Regions from separate parts of the Gossypium hirsutum genome. Here all the other regions are linked to region 3. A link is a contact called in public Hi-C data. All regions are on one chromosome and are shown on one strand. Each heading gives the region's core, a stretch centred on a gene start, on an enhancer-like site or on the middle of the called end of the contact. The rest is flanking DNA. Distances are from core to core; before and after follow the strand shown.

Region 1 (2,700 bases), core at 59-2,558, 460 kb after region 3:
AAACAACATTAATAGAATAAGCTGAAATACAATATAATAGCAATGAACAATGTAAACATGAACTTTTGGTAGTTAAGAATGTAGTGTTCCAATCCAATCCAATATCCACGATCCAAAGTATTAAATAGGGTGATTTGATTCGATCCGATCTCCAAAATATACTTCTCCAAGTGATATAATCTTCATTAATAGGCTAGATATCATTATTATACTCAGCACAACCTATAAATACCATTCAATAAATTACCAACATCTCAAATATAACAACTATCTAAAACAGTTGGAGTTGAATTACCAATTTCATATTTTTTTTCCTGATCATATTGTAAGATGAAAAATTATAAAACGTGATCTAAAAGGGTGATTCATGGTAAAATCATACAATTTTCTTCTTTATAAAAAGACAAAAGATATTTATTGTGGTTTTTATAACCTTCCAAAACAATGAGCAAAAGAGAAGTTTCCTATTTGAAGAGTGTAGTTTCGTATATTTTGATTTACAATTTTTGTATCTTTCCCTCTAAAACCTAAATATTTTTATCTGCTTCACATGAAGAGAAGTGACAAAATCTATTGAATGAAAGCAACTAACCCCAGTTTACTTTAGGTGTTATATATATATATATATATATATGCATGTGGCATTTTGTTTTATATTGTTGTAAACTTTTTGGTCTAAAAACATTAAATAAATTAATTGGATATCTACTAGTTGAAAATGTGTATATATTTCAATAATTATATATATATAGTTTTTAAATAATTAAGTATTCATTTACAAAAACTCATTTATATTTACTTATAAATCATAAGATATTTGCACTATATATTCTCCAATTGCGGTGAAGATTTTAAATTCATCTAAAATTTCAAAAAGGTATTAGAATACTTCTATCAGCTTAACTTTTAGCCCGAGTATTAAATTGAAGTGATTATGTATTTATTATATAGAAAATTGAATTTGAAAGGTTGAAAAAGAAACCCTATCCATGCACTACATACATATGCTTTCAATTTTGATGAACATATTTTAAATATTTTTATCTCAAATTCGAGTTAATATTTAAGGGAGATAATAAAAAAAAAAAATGGGGATTGCGTGGAGAGAGCACAGTGGGCTTAGTCTGCGAAGCATTCATTAAAAGCACAGCCAATATCATGAAATTCAGCGTTATTTATTTATGGATTTGCTTTTAAATTTTTTTAATTTTTAAAATAATTTTCAAACTCTCCCTTCATACCCGCGCACTAAAGCAAGAATCCGTTGATTTAAATTAATATTTTTAACCCCCTTTTTTTTTTAATTAAGAAAATCAAAATCCAAACGCCTTGAAAGAAAGAGAAAGTATTAAAAAACAAAAAACAAAAAAGTTTCGTTCTTTGAAAGAAACCCAAAATAATTTTCATCAGTCAGTCTTCATTTTTTCCCTTATTTTCTCATCAAAGTTTCAATCCTTTCTCCATTTTAGATCTACCCCGTTTGTTTTTTCAATTATACGTATATAAATGTAATTTTGAATAAAAAAATCCAAGCTTTAATTAGCATTTAAATTGCGGGGTGGTATTTCCCAAATATATATGGAAAAAGTTAGAATCCGAGGAATGGTGTAGGAGAGGGGGACAAGCAAAGCATAGAGTTCTTGAGAGTAATATGGATTCCATTTGAACCCAACTGTAAGCTGTGTTGTGAAAGAAAAAAACATCAAAGAAAAGAAAAAAGAGAGGGAAATGGTGGAAGTGTTGGTTCCTTTTCCAGGGATTTAAGTGTGTTTTTTTCCCCCTTTTTTCTTTTAATAAAGGGGTGAGAAAGGGGCTGCCTTTTTAGCATATGCCACTTGGGTTTTTTAATAAAAGGGCAAGGGAGCGTCAATAAGAGATAAGTGAAGGCAAAAACAAAGTTTTAAAAAAAATGCAGGAAACAAGGAAGAAGAATGGTGGCAATGAAGATTCCAAGAAGAAGGAGCGTCATATAGTGACATGGACCCAAGAGGTTTTCTTTTTTTCTTTTCTTTTTCATTTATTTATCTATTTGTTGATTTATTGACATGATATGTGTTGGAGTTCTTATTGGTTTGATAATGGGTTCTTTAATGGGGATTGTTGTTGCAGGAAGATGATATCCTTCGTGGACAAATCAGTTTACATGGAACTGAAAAGTGAGCTCTTTGCTATATTTTTAGTGATGAAGGAAATTCAAGGGGGTTGGTTTTTGTTGATGTTTTCTGTTTATCTTGGTTGAATCTTTGAATGCAGCTGGGCTATCATTGCCTCTAAATTCAAGGATAAAACAACAAGGCAGTGCAGAAGGAGGTTGGTTTGAATACCATGATATGATCAATTTTGATCATAATGATCTTTGCATTTTGATCCAATTTTTTGTGATTTGATCCTTTAAAACTGATATAATATGTTTGTTTTAATGAAAAAAAAAAAACAAACACAGATGGTACACATACTTGAATTCAGATTTCAAGAAAGGAGGATGGTCACCAGAGGAAGATATGCTTTTATGTGAGGTGATAATCTATTTTTGTATGGTCTACTTTCATTTAAGTTAATGGGGTCAGACTTCTTTTTTTTTTTTTCAAAAACTATTAAATGGTGATTTATTTGGAGGAAATTTGCTACTTCGATTGATCAGTTGTAGCAGGCCATTGCATGTTACTGGTACAGTAGGTGTTTGAATTTTCCAAACAGAAA
Region 2 (2,700 bases), core at 80-2,579, 490 kb after region 3:
TTTTATGGGAGTTAGAATACAATTTTATATATTTAATAGCTTAAATATTTATAATTTTTTAAAAATTAGATTAAAATTTTATTATTTTGAAGGTCAAAGTTTAATTTTATTTTTTACTAAATTAAGATTTTGTAAAATATAAAGGGCTAAAAGTGAAATTTTATATTTTAGGAAGGGGCGAGGGCCCTGCTAGCTTCCCTAGCAATTGGCGCCACCCTATAAATATTGTTATTAAAATGATAATGCTAACTTTTATTTTTTATTGTTATTCGATTACATAATTAAAGCCGAACCATTTTTTTCACTTATCACTGTTCACTACTCAATGATGTTTAATAAAAAATAAGTTTACATATTAATAAAATACATTTGTTTTTTTAAAAGGGGTAAATTACAGCCAATGTCATTAATTTATTAATGAGTTTAAGTTTTGGTCACTCAACTTTAAAAAGTTACAATATAATCATTAAACTATTTGAAAATTTTGAAAATCGGTACAATGAATTAGCACCCACCAATAAGTAGAATAATATAACTTAGATCTAAGTCAATTTGACAGTTAGTGTCAGAGATCAGAAGAAAGCTGTTTGGGTTTTCATGTGCAGATTCATGATGTTTAGTGGTTTCATGAGAAAAAATAAAAACTGTAGAAGAGAAAGAGAATGAGAATAAGAGCTTTTGGTTGGTGCAAGCGGTGTGGATAGAGAAGGCCATACATAAGCAATTTTAACAACCCAGTGACTTATATGAAAATTTTTTCGAAATTAAGTAACTAAAATATAAACTTACTAATAATTTAAAGATAAGTTTAAATTGAAAAATTACGCCGAGATAACACTTTACGCTAATTAATAACATTATAAAACAGATATATCAAATCATACCAAATTAATATAAATAAATTAAATATCAAAATTTAACCAAATAAAAAAGGGTAAATTATGTTAGAGGTCACTTAACTATAGTTTTTTTTGTCATCTAACTAAAAGTTACAAAATGGTCACCCGATTATTAGTAAATTTCTTTTGTCACCCAACTATTCAATTTATCTTTTTTGATCATCAATTGGTTAACGTAAAAATGGAAACACTAAAAAATTCAAGATTGTTGGGTGACTTGAAAGAAATTTATTAATAGTTGAGTGGCCATTTTGTAATTTTTCATAACTGGGTAAACAAAAAAGAAAAAAACCATTGTTGAGTGACTTCTAATGTAGTTTACCCAAAACAAGGACTAAAACCATAGTTATACCTAAAAATCCGATCAATTGGGATAATTCAGAAAAGAAAATACATAATTAAAAGAAAAGGAGACATCATTTGAGGTTGAGTCGTAAAGCCATAAAAAGCATGTGTGGACTTGTACATCAAAGAAAGGAGAATTCAGTCATTACACAAAAAAGAATGGATTCTCTGGGCATTGAAGGACTTGTACATATATAAAAGAAAGGGTCGCCATTGAGGAAGAGCATACATGCTTGCCAACAATACCAACCCTTTGTGTGATGCACGCGTCATAGATAAGGCCAAGTCCCCCCCTCAGCCCCTCTCACGCGGTTGTTGTGATTCCTCTCTCTATCGACACAAATAAAAAACACCCAAAGCTTCCACTTTCTTTCTCTCTGCTTTCCTTTGTCTCTGTTTTCTTTCATTTTCTTCTTGTTTTTATTTTCCCATTTAGAGCTTCACATTATCTAAACTTTGCAGTTTGACTGACCCACCAAACAACCCAGAGCTAAGGAGAGCTGTTTTTTTCGGCTTCCTGTCTTCTTTTAGGACTTCAGAAATTACTATGACTTGTTGAATTGTTAGTCCTATAAAACAAAAAGGAATATTTTTGCTTACTTGAGTGAAGAAGCATTAGTTTATCTCTAATGGGCAACTGTTTATTTTCTTCTACTAGAGTGGATTCCAGCCAAAGCCCCCATGCAACTTCAGGTAACCATTTATTTCCTGTAAAAGGGTATTTGTTGTTTTGGTGGGTTATTGTTTTCTGAAGATTATTTTTATGTCTTTTTAGCTCTAAAGGTTTAACTTTTTATGTTGGTTTTGACTTTCTTTTTTTGGGTATATTCCTTTAGTGTTAATTTGTTTTTGTCCTTGTGAAAGCTTATCGCTAATGATTACATTCATTTTATCATTTCTGTTATTGTTGTCCATGGGTTTTTAGTTCTGTTTCAAGGTATAGAGAGCTGCTCAAAGCTAGATTCTTGAGACTGTTCTTCAATTTCTTGAGTTGAGTATGAGGATTTGTGCCGGTGAATAGATGTAGTTCACTTGAAAATGGTGCTCTTTCTGTTTTCATTTTCACTGAAGTTTAATGAGTTTCGACGTGCAAACTAAAAGGAAGTGTAAGATTGACTTGCTAAGTTTTTGTTTTTAATGTTTAGAGTATTCATGTGGACATGAATATGCAGGGTTCTAGTGGGTAGAAAATACACTACAAATTTATGTTTTGAAGGAAATGCACAAAGAACAATAGGTGCTTGCTTGGAGTGCAATGAGCTATGCAATCTTTGGTTTTTTTTTACCTTAACCATTGTTACAGGATTTTAAAATAGGGATGTATGTGTCAAACCTTGTTTGGTTAACTAGGTCAATTGTGACTTCCCCATCACCATGTATTGAGGATATCATCTACCATAAACTAGATGTAAAAGAATTCTGCTTCTAAAATGCATGCTCCATAAATGAAAATATG
Region 3 (2,700 bases), core at 134-2,633:
CTAATGGCATCTTGGGCAAAACCATGCACTCCGTAACCTGAAATCATCGCAGTCCAAGATTTTACATCTTTGCTCTCCATCCTATGAAACACATCAACGGCCTTGTTTAAAACACCGCATTTTGCATACATATCGACGAGAGCCGTCCCGATAACCGCATCCAGTGGCATTCCTTCCTCTTCCACATAATTACCTATGCAGAGTCCTATATTTATAGCTCCGGAGGCAGCACAAGCTGAAAGCAAAGATACCAATGTAGTCGAATTAGGCTTTACTTGCATAACTTTCATGAGACGTAGTAAAGCTAAAGACTCTTCAAGCAGGCCATTTTCAGCATACTTGCTGATCATACAATTCCAGAGTACAACATCCTTTGCTACAACATCATCGAAAGCCCTACGCCCTAAATAAACATTCCCAGTTTTCGCATACATATCGGTTAAAGCAGATACCAGATTAGAGTCAAAACAAAACCCAAGTTTCAAACAATGCCCGTGAATTGACTCTCCCCCAAGTGAATCCCGTACTTCACCCATAGTCAATAGAACAGTCAAAAACGTAGTGACACTCATTGTCAAACAATTCCAACGCATTTGTCTGAACAAACCTATGACAGTATCAGGTTTAGAAACATCAAGATACCCACCCATCAAAGTGTTCCACGAAACGACATCGTTCCTTTCAGGACTTTCATCGAACAAGTTATGAGCATCGAACATTCTTCCACATACACTGTAAACATGCAAAAGGGTATTCTTAACATTGATGAAAAACAAATGCCCAGATCTCAAAGCCAACCCATGAATCATTTGACCGTTAAAAATTGCCAACTCACGGCCACATGCTTTAAGCGTAGTAATGAAAGAGAACTGGTCCAGAAAAATCCCATCTTTAGCCCTCAAGTTATTGAAAACACTAAAAGCTTGTTTTGGGTTATTGCTAATGGAAAAGCCTCTAAGGATGCAATTGTACATGAAGAGATTTGGGTTGTCAATTTGCTTGAAGACGGAGGCTGCATATTTTATATCTTGCAGTGAAGAAGAAAGAAGAAGCTTGCTTATTATGAAAGGGTCATTATCAAGTCCAGTTTTAATGATACAGCCATGAATTTGAGAGATTTCAGTAATTTGCTTGCATGATTTTAATATGGAAACGATGGTTGAAGGATTTGGGCCAAAGTTTGAAGGTTTGAATAGCATCGGCTAAGTTCGTTAGACAGTTTTTTTTTTTTTTTCGAACGACAGGTTCACTGCTTCAGGGTTCTTTGGCAGACAACTTTTCCATAGTTACCATGTTACGGTGTTGTTGACTTGCATTCATGAGCTGGGCTTAGGCCCAAGTCCAAGCCTGGCCATCTTAGCCGACAATCGATTGGTTTATTAATGCAAACGAGAGATTGGTTTGTCGGCATAGACAATCAATCTGTCCTTGTTTGATAACCAAGAGACAATTGATTTAAAATTACTCTCTAACCAATAAACAATCTTATAACTGAACGCCCAATATTTAACTTACTGATTATATTAAAAATTAAAAAGACTTAATTCTAACTAACAAACTCATCTCAACGGGATTTATTAAGCTATATCGCACATCCACACCACGTAATCATAAACTATGACATAAACAATTTATGCAGTTTGTCACTAGTATTAGAATAAAATAAACAATTATAAATTTATTTAGTCTAATTGATAAGAAAATCGTTCTAAATATCAAATACTAGCTAGATATTTAACAAATTTAAACACTTGTAATTATAACAAAAGATGTGTGAATATTAAAGAATAAAAAGGGATTAAAGCCTAAATTAAGTCTCATAAATTTATTAAATCAAACTTTTAACTAACCTTTAACTAGAAAAGGGAGTTTAGGAAGCCATATAGTTAGAAAAATGCAATAAACAGAAGATACTATAAAGTAAGAAAAACTAGCAAAAACCCTAACTCCCTCAAAAAATATAACATTTATATTGTCTAATTAACCTAAGATAAGTTACAGAAGCTTGCTTGGGATCATAAAACTCTTAAAAGACCAAAATGCCCTCTAAACTCGAATAGAATGTGGAGGATTTCATCAAGGCAGTAGAGCCTATGTTGGGTAGCCAAGGGTATGACGCTGGGGCGCATGGGATACAAAGATGGGGGCTCGACTGGTCGCATGCTGTGGCGTCGATGTGTGGCGTTGGAGTGTCGATTCTTGCGTGTTGGGGTGCCATGCTCGGTAAAGGGCATTAGGCTCTCTCGAGTCACTTGGTTTCAGCTACGCCTCATCCCATTTGTCTCTTATCCTCGTTTTAACTTCTAATCAACTTCAAAACTGAGCCTTAAGCTTCTATAAATCTGGTTCAAGTCTCTAATTAAATATCAACTATTGAAATCTTATAAAAATAAAGCACAATTAAACATAAAAAAAAGGCGAAACATGTACAATGATAAGTGATATTTCATTTAAAAATCGAACAAAATATTAAACATAAGAATCTAAAATATATGAAATATGAACACTCGTTGTTACCAATGGGAAAGATTGAGTGTTTGGCATGCGAATACATTTTGGAAGCAGCTTGCAATGGAACAAAACAACAATATTGATATTTTGAAATTTTGCATACTAAGTTTACACACATTTGACTCCTGACATTAAACACAATAAAGAATTTTAAGTTAGTCCAGCACATGGGAGTGCATGTGATAAATA

The links. A called contact is a pair of places that touch in the nucleus more often than the background predicts.
Region 1: a contact with region 3 is called in a Hi-C map of leaf, with 2.7 times the contacts expected there. The contact joins the promoter of LOC107920074 here to the promoter of LOC107920479 in region 3. A contact is called at or near these places in 4 of 34 Hi-C or Micro-C datasets (callus and leaf).
Region 2: a Hi-C map of leaf shows a contact between it and region 3, with 2.4 times the contacts expected there. The contact joins the promoter of LOC107920647 here to the promoter of LOC107920479 in region 3. A contact is called at or near these places in 2 of 34 Hi-C or Micro-C datasets (both in leaf).

The regions. Positions count from the first base shown.
Region 1 is chrD13:12,454,454-12,457,153 of Gossypium_hirsutum_v2.1, reverse strand. It overlaps LOC107920074 (transcription factor MYB88), which reads left to right and starts at 1,308. Exons shown (of 12, transcript XM_016849593.2): 1 at 1,308-1,990; 2 at 2,110-2,156; 3 at 2,254-2,310; 4 at 2,444-2,516. The coding sequence starts at 1,910.
Region 2 is chrD13:12,418,595-12,421,294 of Gossypium_hirsutum_v2.1, reverse strand. It overlaps LOC107920647 (probable serine/threonine-protein kinase PBL3), which reads left to right and starts at 1,329. Exons shown (of 6, transcript XM_016850455.2): 1 at 1,329-1,937. The coding sequence starts at 1,874.
Region 3 is chrD13:12,909,624-12,912,323 of Gossypium_hirsutum_v2.1, reverse strand. It overlaps LOC107920479 (pentatricopeptide repeat-containing protein At1g26900, mitochondrial), which reads right to left and starts at 1,383. Exons shown (of 1, transcript XM_016850213.2): 1 at 1-1,383. The coding sequence starts at 1,199.